3 separate regions of the Zea mays genome follow, and all the other regions are linked to region 1. A link is a contact called in public Hi-C data. All regions are on one chromosome and are shown on one strand. Each heading gives the region's core, a stretch centred on a gene start, on an enhancer-like site or on the middle of the called end of the contact. The rest is flanking DNA. Distances are from core to core; before and after follow the strand shown. Region 1 holds the start of LOC100191370. Region 2 has its middle 8.6 kb from the start of LOC111591036. Region 3 holds the start of LOC100278436.

Region 1 (3,563 bases), core at 798-3,297:
AATAAAGCATTCCTTACAGAGTTACATATAGATATAGGCCCACTAGTAGCGATCACATTCTATTGCTTGGTTTTCACGTGGCCCAAGTCTTCTGAATTTCAATATACAATATGTGGTCTTGTTGGAGTGAAGAATCCCTACTTTAGAAAGCTAATGCCAGCCTAGGCCACTAATAATCTAGTGGTAGTACAACATGTAAAGGCAGGTACTAGAATTGTTCCCAACACCAATGAGTTTAGTTTGTCCAAACAACTACAGCATATAAGATATTATGGTGTACTACAAAATTAACGACTCAGATACTGAGCAAAGAACATGGAACTTTACCATGGATGAGAGAGTAGAGGCTGCCATTGGGCTGGTAGTCGTACACAAGCAGCCGCTCCTCCTTCGCCTGGAAGAATGCTCGGAGTGGTACAAGGTTCGGATGGCGCAGTCGGCCAACAGCATCCATGTTCTGCTCGAACGCCTCTGCTTCCAGTGCCGCTGGGCCAATCTTGGCGGCGTCCAGCCTCTTGACAATGACCACGAGCCGGCCGTCGAGCACCGCCTTATATGTGGTCCCCACGCTCCCGCGGCCGAGCACCTCTGCCGACGCGCGCATGAGCTGCTCCAGGCTGTAGCTCGCCGCCTCGCCCGCGCAGAATGTCAGGCACCCGCTCCGCTCCAGGCGCCGTGCCTTCTCCTCCGGCACCATAATGGCCGCCGTCTCCTCGTCGGGGACGCACTCGACGTAGCCCATGTCAGCATTGTCCCTGCTCACCTCGGACGCGGGCGCGCTCTTCTTGGGGTTGGGGCTCTCGTACGACGCGGTGCTCGGGCGCCTCCGCTTGTTGTTCCTCTTCATCGCAATCATGGCGTAGACAAGAAGCGCGGCGAGGACAGACCCGGCAGCGACCGCGACGGCCAATTTGGTCATCCTCCGTCTCGCTCTCTTCGCATTTGGCACGGACGAATCCGGCACGCTCAGGTTCTCCCGCTGCGGCCCGCTGTCGCTAGCAGCAGCGCTCTGCACAGGGGGAGCGGCGGTACCGTTCGCGCCGCCCCCGTGGAAGAAGAGGAGGTGGGAGCCGCGGCACTCGCGGCGGACCACCTCGCCGCAGAGCTCGGGGTTGCCCGCGAACGCGGCGGCGCCGACCTGCGAGATGACGGGCGTGACGGGCACGGGCCCCGAGAAGTTGTTGTAGGAGACGTTGAGCACCTTGAGCGACGACTGGTTCCAGGGCGGGAGGGTGCCGCTGAAGTGGTTGGCGTCGAGGCGGAAGAGGGTGAGGTGCGGGAAGGCGGCCTCGATGCCGGGCGGGAGCGCGCCGGAGAGCCTGTTCCCGGAGAGGTCGATGGAGCGGAGGCGGCGCAGGGAGGCGAGCGAGGGCGGGAAGGGCCCCGAGAAGCGGTTCCCCGCGAGGAAGAGCGCCTTGAGGTTGGCGAGCGGGGAGAGGTCCGGGACGGGCCCGTGGAGCGCGTTGGACTTGAGGCTGAGCACGCGGAGCTCGGCGAGGCGCGAGAGCGTGCCCGGCGGGAACGTCCCGTTGAGCCCCGCCGACTCGAGGACGAGGCGGATGATATGGGCGGTGGCCGTGCATGTGACCCCCGGGCGGGAGCAGGGCGAGGCGGCGGGGCTGGGGAGGCGCAGGCGGGAGGCCGGGTCGGCCTTGGCGAGGAATGCCGCGAGCGCCGCGGCCGAGGGCGAGACCGGCGGAGGCGTCGACGCCAGCGCCGCGGCGGGGGGCACCGCGGCGGCTTGGACCGGCGGCACTGGCAGCGTCGGCTCCGAGTGCGATGCGGCGCCGGGCGCCGCGGGTTCCGTGGTGGTGGCGAGCAGGAGGAGGAGGAGGAGGATGGGGAGGAGCGGGGCGCGGCGGTGGTGTGCCATTGCGGCGCGGCGAGCGCGTACGGGGGTTTTGGGGCTCGGGATTTAGGGATGGGTTTGGGTGGTGCCCGTGCCGTGGCGTGGTGGTTGGTTTCAGTGTAGCGGTGGAGCGGAGTGGTGGTGGCACGCCGAGATGCGAGATGCGAGAGGAGATCTGGGGAACGACGGGGACGAGGGTCAGAGGGTGGTCGCCGGGGCACGTGGGTGGTACGTGGAGTTTAGCGTGCTTCTTTGGCCAAGTGTACGGAGGAGCTCATTAGCGGGGACAGCAACAGCAACGGCAAAGCACGCACGCAGCTAGCTGCTTGGCAGTTCAAATGCAGATCACGGATGGGAGAAGAAACGCTGTCTGGGATGGCGAGCACCAACAGCTCTGAAAACGAAATGCAGATCAGCCAAGCGTACAGACAGGCACGCACAGGGCTAACTACCGGAGCCCTCGTCCTGGATTGCTCCGCTTGACGCCACGTTATACCCAACTTCTAGTATTTCTATAATAATAATATGTTGCTGATTTCGTGTACGAGCAAGCACTTGGGCAAACGTTGGAGCCATGCAACGCAAGTAGCCGAATGCCGAGAGCGACGGATTTGCACGGGGGAATGTTTGAAAAGGAGCCGTTGCCCCTTCGATACCTGCGGGTCTCGCGCGGTAGCTACAGTACTAGCTAGCATAGCAGGACGCTGTACTCCTATCGGGGCCACTTTGTTTTTAAGACTGACGACGACGTAGTGACGTACACACCTCATCAATGCGAATTTTTACCGTGCCTGCCACTCGGGGCCCTCTTGTGTGCACTGCCAACGGGGGAGTCGGAGGGGAGGCAGAGGACCCGCGGACATTCATTCAGAGCTGCGGGGCCCACGTGACTGCTGGTAAATTATTTGGGCTGCTTTTGTCGGGCAGACGGGAATTGTTCTTCCACCGCCCCGCCGACGCCCAAGCAGCTATAGCTAGCTGTCCGCTGTCCTGTCCTACGCACGAGCATGACGCCCGGTAGAAGAAGAAGAAGAAGAAACGGGCGCGACCGAGGTCACGTTCACCTCGCTGACCGGTGGGCCGCGGATCCACGGGCGTAGATAGTGAGATCGTGAGACAGGTTCGGCACCGCATCTCGTAGCTGTTGCGCTTGGCGCCACGCCAAAAATGCATACGCCATGTCGATGTCACTGCAACCAAACGCAGAGCGTCCACCATACAGACGGCACCGACGGCGACATCGCCACATTCTCTCCCACACCGCCACACGCTCAGTTCGCCGTGCAAGATGTCCCTTCCGTCCTGGTGAACTCGACTCGGCGAAGCAAAGCAACATGTGGTATTGTGGTGCTGCTGCAGCCAGACTGGCGCGGTGCACGGCTCGTCGGATCCAGTGAGAGAGGAGGTGTGCCCTGCGGCAAATTCATGGGGGGCAGGGAGTAGAGAGTAGAGACAGCAGTTGAACACTATACGTGCACTCTTCACTTCCATCTTTCTTCCCTGACTGCCTGTGTGCCCACACCCATGGCCAGTGGCATCTCCGATCCGACTCAAGTCACGCGGCACTGACCTGTGTTTTGGCCCCATCTCGTCAGTTTGTGGCCCTACGCCTCTGTCCCCCCTGCGTTCGTAATAATGACACGGATTCAAAACCCAACGACGCGCATCATTCTGCACAGTTTTCCGAAACACAGCTAGATAGAACCAGTCACCA
Region 2 (3,563 bases), core at 371-2,870, 180 kb before region 1:
GGCGGGGGCAGTGCAGGTCGGTGCGGCGGCTAGGGCTACAGACGAGAAGAGGGCCGCCGGCATAGGGTGGGTGGGTGGGTGGGTGTGGAGGAATCCCGTCCACGATCCGATCCGCGGCGTAGGTGAGGTGAGGTGGGGTGCGGACGGGCGGTCCAGTCGTCGGCTCGTCGCCTCCTCACGGGAACAGGACGGGACGGGACGGGACCCAGCGGAGCTGGAGCAGGTGTTGGGTGCCGCGGCCGTGTGCAGGTAGGTGTGTGCCCCAACCGATTTCAAAGACTTGGGTGGGTGGGTGGGTGGGTGGGAGGGAGTTCTGTTATGAAAATCGCGCGGTGGACGCAACGACTCGCGCAGTACAACATCAATGATGTCGGTGGCGTCCGCATTCACACGCCCCGCGTTCTCGGCTGGCGTCACGCACTCTCTGGGCCTGGGTCCGCGCGGGAGCCGTACGCACACCACCAGCTTGCTGCCTGTAGACCAACCGAGCTCCAGACCAGTACGAGACGCCGTACTGGAACACAGCGCATGCGGCTATCTAGATCCAGTATTTACTCGTGGTACCAGGTTATGACCTGGTCCCTGCCTCCCTGGTGAACTGCATCCATCTGTTTGTAAGCATCTGACCCCGAGTGCGCGCTGCACGCGGCTCTGCCTCGCCCGTGTTGAATTCAAATGAATGCGGCGGTCGGAGGCGCCGCGGGGCCCTGGCAGTGAGTGGCAGGCGCGCCATGCCCATGCAACAACGCCGGTCGGTGCGGCCATGAATATATATACGTGTGGTGGCGTCGAGCTGTACATTCTAATTGTACGTACCACCTGCCCTGACGGATGGCCGGCAGGCAGCAGCAAAGGTGGTCGAGCAGACACGGCGAGAGCGACGGCCGACGGGGCCGGAGTACGTACGGTGCTCCGTCCAAATATATACAAGCCAGATCGAGAACGGCAATCATGCGTCTATCTGGATGATCTAGGCATTGGCTTGGCTGTTTTATCGTCTGTACGTTACGTGTGCAGTATGAGGATGGAGAGGTGTGATGGAGACGAAGACAGCAGCGCAGGGCCGCGACAGCGACGACGGCCCGGGCCGCGCAGTGGGGGTGGGGAGGTGGTGGAGCCGGGTTGCTATCTTATCTGTCCGCGACGGCCCCCAATAAACAAAGCCAGCCAGCCAGCAGCCGGGGTGCTGGTGGATGGAGTAACCAGGAATACAACGAGGCGTTCCGTTCGTCGCTCACTTGCTGTATTATTAAAAGAAAAATCAAAACAAAACCATGGAACGGAATCATCATCATCATTCATTGGCCTGGCCCAGTGCGCGGCAGAGTATCATCAACACTGCTGGTAGCAGCAATAAAAACGAAGAGAAAACCAGGCGACGACGACCTGGTGCGGGCTGCGAGGGGCGGCCGGACGCACGGACAGAGTGGATAATGCTCGTGCTCTGGAATTCCACTGCCGACTCCGCCGGCAGTTGGACGGTTCGTTCTGGCTCCAGCGTGCCGGCTGGATTATTAATTAATATTAATAAATAAACAACGCCCGCACCCCGACCGCGTGCAAGTGGGCTTGCGGCGGCCTGGGCCGGTGGTGCGCGACATGGCCCCGCCACGCCAGAGCCTCGGGGCGCGTGCGCTGCCGCCCTCGGGCTCTACTTGTAGTAGTGGGTAGTGGCGGAGTGGCGCCTCGCTATCGGGCGACAGTGCCTTTCCTTCCTTCCCGACCTGCCTGTTGTGTTGGCCTGCACGCGCCCGGTCGCTAGCTGCCGCCAGGCCCAGGCGAAGCGCGCCGACAAGGAACGGGACGACAGCGGCGGGGTCCAGTCCACGCCGGTTGCCGGCCCCGCCGAGCCCTCCGCCTGCCGCTGTTCCGGAGAAGGAATTCCGCCCTCCTCCGTTTCCGGCCGGCTCCCTGTGCTGTGTTGCTGCTGCTGCTGCCTATGCCCAGGTCCACGCCATACCATTTGTGACCAAGAATTAACCCGAAAAAAAAGGAGAGGAACTTGTGGAATTCTTCTCTTCATCCTCTTCCAGCTCAACGAACGAACTAACTAACTAACGGCGGCTGTTGTCTCGCTGGATCGAGCGGGCATGTGACGACGGCACCGGGGGCCGGGGCGCAAGATGCCCCTCCAAACGGGCCAGCCAGGTCGTCGTCTGATGATGGTGTGACGGTCGACCACACCTGACAAGTTGTTCTTCTTTTTCTGGAGGGGCCGCTAATGATTGCTCACTTGCTTGGAAAGGAGGAAACCCACTACTACGTACGTACGTGCCCGGAGACGTTGTGCCAACACGGAGACGCGCGCAAATTGACCGCTCCCATCATCGATCATTCGTGGTCGCGGTCGGCGGACGTTGGAAAGCGGCACCGCCACCGCCACCGCCACCGCCACCCAGCAGGAAGGGAGGGGCCGGGAGAGGACACCGAGGACCACAGCCGAACGAGCAGGGCCGGCACGCCGGCAGCTCGCACGCTCCTTTCCAGGCCGCGCGTCTTTCTTTCTTTCCAGCCAGCCAAGCCAGCCTCCGCGGCTACGTTACGTGCCACTGCTTGATGCGTTTTTTTTTCGTGTGGACACAGCAAAGCTTGCTACTCGCTGCTAGAGTAGTACTCCCTCCGTTTCTTTTTATTAGTCGCTGGATAATGTAATTTTGCACTATCCAGCGACTAATAAAAAGAAACGGAGGGAGTAGGTGCCAGCCAGTAGAGATGCTATGCTATGCTATGCTATGCTAGCTTCGGAACCATGCACGCGTACGCGTCCTGTTTGCCCTTTTGGTTTCTGTTTGGCGCTCCTCTTTTCCGTGGCCCTACCATGGTATCGTGATCCACGTTCCGGGTCAATTCAGCGAGCGGGTGGAGTTGGTACAGTGCAAGTTAAAGGGGCGTGATCGAGTGCATGGGACCGACGACCTCTCCTCTCATGCAAACACCGCACTGCTGTATCGTCTTCAGGTCTTCGACGCAGCAGTAACGACCGCGAAAACAAAACAAGCCAAAGAAAAAAAAAGGGAGGGGCAGATAAATGAGCCCCTGTCCATGTGTTGGCCCATATGGATGGCAGTGGCGGGGTTGGAGGGTTGTGGAGTGGAACACCTCCACCGCTCACTGGCGTTGTTCCCTCCGCGGTCGCGACGCAGCCCTTTTCCAACTCCAACGCTGCCCCCGACACAGTGCCGTGGACCCTGCCGCGCTGATCTAGAACTCCATCTGAGGGCAGAAAGGAGAATTGGAAGCCACAAGTCAGGAAGAGGAAGGGAGCGGGACTCACGGAGCAGCATGAATGGCGTGGAGGCGAACCTTCCATCGAGGACGCGAGATCTACAAACGCGAGGGCTATTGGGGGCGGAGTTTCTGGAACTCGAGGGAAACTGGATCTGAGCATGTATGGCTGTAATTGCTTTGGCACGCCATTACGGGGAGGGAGATTGCTGCGGGGAGACCCCGCATGGACCAGTGCGCCTCGCGTGCCCACTCGAGGAGCGGGTCGGTGACGGACGTCGCTGTGTCCACGCGGTCTGCTGCTTCTTGCTGATGCGATCCCGATTGCGTGGCGTGCC
Region 3 (3,563 bases), core at 374-2,873, 130 kb before region 1:
TCTTTAGTCAGGTTTAATCAATGTAATCATACATGGACTAAAATTTAGTCTCTAAAGTTTAGTTATGTGACTAAAGAAACCAGACTAGGTCTCATTAGAGTTTCGGTGAAGTTTGGAGGAGGAGGGACTAGGAAGTGGCCTAAAACATGGGGACTCATGCATGCAAGCGTATGTGCATTTCTATCCCTAGCCATGTTACTGTCAGGCTCGCCTTTTCTAACCATGCCTCGGTGAAATGCCAAAAGCCCGGAAAAGGGAAAAGCTAGCTAGCACGCAAGAGCAGCGCACGTCAAGCCGGCCGGGCGGACGGACGGCGAGCGATCGGCGGAAATCTGCGTACATGCAAACCTGGATCTCAAGTATAGTAGGTTGTGACCTCAATAGAGATGGCCAAACGGGCCGGCCGGCCCGTTCCGGGTCCGGTGAAGCCCGACCAAAAATCGGGCCGGGTCTGTTGAGCCCGCGCGCTTATTTTCTGTCCAAACCCGGCCCGCAGCGGGTCTAACCGGGCCGACCCGACCCGACCCGTTTAGCACGAAAAAACGGGTCGAAAAGCGGGCTAAACGGGCCGGTAAGCACGTTTTAGTGTAAAAAACAGGCTTAACGGGCTTAGAGGTAAACGGGCCGTGTCGGGCTAGCCCGCCGTGCCTAGTTTCCTATCTAAGCTCGCCCGCTTATTCGTACCGTGTCGGGCTCAGACCGGACCTAAAAAGTGGGCTTCGTGCCGGGCTCACGGGCCTCATGCTTATTGGCCATCTATAGACCTCTGTACCACAAATCCGGATCAAGTATCACTTTCAGGTCGATCGGCTGATTTTTTGTGTGTGTGTCGTAAACAGTTATCAGCGAGAGCTAGCATATCACGTTCCATCATGTTTGGTTCGGCTTTGGCGTAATCGAGAGCGGTTTCAGCTACCCGGGCACCCCGGCCGTACTCATCAACAGCCAAACAAACAAATAGCAGTAAGAGACAGCAGTGGCTTACTTTAAAGCCTGGCTTACTTTAAATCTGGTTTTAGGAGTACATGAGAACGCAGGACAAGTCTGATGACCCCCAGTGAATTTCACTCTCACACTCCTAAGGCTAAAATTCGGAGGAATATACTCAGGTCGGATGTAGCGAGAACGCACGCGACTGATCTGATCGCCCGGTACGTAGTGCGCGCGGAGTGGGAATGGAAGCAAGCCGCGTCAGTAGGAGATGTCGACGAGCAAGGCCATAGCACGCGCGACGGCGGCATCCTCGCGCGTCCCCTGCACGGCGCGGAGCGAGGCGTACCGGTGGCTCCGCGGCGGGACGGGCCCGGCGCCGGCGGCCGCGTAGCGCCGCAGCTCGGCGTCGTAGAAGGACGCGAGGCCGCGGAGCGCGACGCACGCCCGCGGCAGGTGGCGCGCCAGCGGCAGCGCCAGGTTGAAGGGCCACAGCAGGAACGCGAACTGGAACGCGCGCAGGAACCCGGCCGCCACCGCCGGCGCGGCGAGGAGCGCCACGTGGACCGGCATCGCATCGGTGAGCCTCCCTGGATGACGTACGACGATGTGCGCTCGCGGCTCGCTTGCTTGCACTGGACCTATCCGTCTGTCTGTCTGTCTAATGTCTATCGTTCTATCCCTCTGTGCTTTGCCATGGCTATATGCTGGCCGACAATATATGGCGAGAGATGTTACCGTATATAAGTGCGCCGCCACTAATTGATCGTTCCTCCTGTTGGATTTGGATATTTCCAGAGCAGAGGACTGGTAGCAGCTGACGATTGTTGTAAGCACGTCTTTGTTCCAGTCATAGCTTGTAACTGGGAGCGAGAGAACAGCGGGCCGAAGCAACCAACCAACAATCTCGCATGGATGTCCCCGTCAATCAGCAGGCCACACAGTGCTGTTTCTATTTTTCTGGAAGGAGCAAGCAAAATCCCTGCAACCGCAAGAGAACAGCCGTGCAGACGGGGAGACACCGTCTCTTTCAGAAACGGATGAAGGCATGCAAGGTGATGGTTTTACACCGCGGACCGTTCCGGCAAACCGATTGCGGGGATTTATACATGTATTATATATGGATAGATAAGCGTAATTATTTCACATGGATCGCCAGGCGCTGCAACTGCAATGCATCGGATTTATAAACAAGACGCGGATGCATCGACCGGCAACGGCAAGCACCGCGTCGCTTTCCATCGGCACCATTCCATTCCATGGACCATGGACCATGGGCAATAACCGGCGGATCGGGCGGTGCATGGTTTTTTTTTTGAGAAATTCGGGGGGAGAGGTACCCCACCTTTTCATTGCCATTAGTAAGGGCCTATACATGGTCAAGTTACATGTCGGATAAGATTGTTACAGAGGAGGAGAAGAGGAGAATACCATCACCCAGGCAAGGGACACATGACGATCCGAGTGAGGTAATCTACAAGACCACAACTCCGCGTCCTCACGGCAGCCAGCCATGAGACGCGTATAACACGGGGAAAGCGAGCGGAAGGCGACATCATGACGGTGTTTCCAGAGACGCCAACAACATAGGAGGAGGAAGGTATTGAAGTGTGCGGTGGGCATGTGAACAGGGGGCTGAACATGCCAAAGTTGTTGCGCATCCTCCTCAGAAATGTTCATCCCCAACCTTGCCCAGAAACCAGCTGCGAAAGGACAACCAGCGATCAGATGCGATGAACTTTCCACAGCCAACGAACAGACCTCGCATACACTGTCATCAACGCAATGTTTTCTGAGGAGGTTCTCCTTGGTCTGAATCCTGTTTTGCACCAACAGCCAGCCGAAGAATTTGACCTTAGGAGGGGCACAATTCTCCCAAATGAATTTATAGTACTCACAGCCTTCTCCATTGGAGACAACTGCACGATAGACAGATGAGGAGCTAAGCTTATGCAATCTGTCTTCCCAGGGACACACACGTACATCTGGGGTATTTGTTAACACCACTGAAAGTCGCCTAGAGGGGGGGGTGAATAGGGCGAAACTGAAATTCACAAATATAAACACAACTACAAGCCGGGTTAGCGTTAGTAATATAGAAACGAGTCCGCAAGAGAGGGTGAAAAACAAATCCCAAGCAAATAAGCAAGTGAGACACGGAGATTTGTTTTACCGAGGTTCGGTTCTCTCAAACCTACTCCCCGTTGAGGAGGCCACAAAGGCCGGGTCTCTTTCAACCCTTCCCTCTCTCAAACGATCCACGGATCGAGTGAGCTTTCTCTTCTCAATCACTTGGAACACAAAGTTCCCACAAGGACCACCACAAGTTTGGTGTCTCTTGCCTCAATTACAAGTGAGTTTGATTGCAATGAAAGAATCAAGAAAACACGATTGAAAAAGCCAAGCGACAAGAGCGACAAATAACACACGGATCACTTTCTCTCTCAAGTTACTAATCACTAATGATCTCTTTTCTCAATTGTGAAACTTGGAGAGATGGAGGCTTTGAATGTGTCTTGGAATGGATTGCTAGCTCTTGTATTGAATGTTGAAGGTTGGAATGCTTGGATGAAGTGAATGGAGGTGGTTGGGGTTGTATTTATAGCCACCAACCACTTCCTAGCCGTTGGGCC

The links. A called contact is a pair of places that touch in the nucleus more often than the background predicts.
Region 2: a contact with region 1 is called in a Hi-C map of tassel, with 2.6 times the contacts expected there. The contact joins the enhancer-like site here to the promoter of LOC100191370 in region 1. A contact is called at or near these places in 2 of 25 Hi-C or Micro-C datasets (leaf and tassel).
Region 3: a contact with region 1 is called in a Hi-C map of leaf, with 6 times the contacts expected there. The contact joins the promoter of LOC100278436 here to the promoter of LOC100191370 in region 1. A contact is called at or near these places in 7 of 25 Hi-C or Micro-C datasets (bundle sheath, ear, endosperm and 3 more).

What each region holds. Positions count from the first base shown.
Region 1 is chr2:5,575,393-5,578,955 of Zm-B73-REFERENCE-NAM-5.0, reverse strand. It overlaps LOC100191370, which reads right to left and starts at 2,047. Exons shown (of 2, transcript NM_001367456.1): 1 at 328-2,047. The coding sequence starts at 1,873.
Region 2 is chr2:5,755,723-5,759,285 of Zm-B73-REFERENCE-NAM-5.0, reverse strand. No RefSeq gene overlaps it. Among protein-coding and RNA genes, the nearest start is that of LOC111591036, 8.6 kb to the left of the region's middle. Within about 2 kb of position 1,620, at least 19 of the 20 cell types and tissues checked have an H3K27ac peak or open chromatin away from gene starts, as enhancers often do. A contact at or near this core is called in leaf and tassel, where this site is marked.
Region 3 is chr2:5,708,977-5,712,539 of Zm-B73-REFERENCE-NAM-5.0, reverse strand. It overlaps LOC100278436, which reads right to left and starts at 1,623. Exons shown (of 1, transcript NM_001151715.2): 1 at 986-1,623. The coding sequence starts at 1,508. The coding sequence ends at 1,071.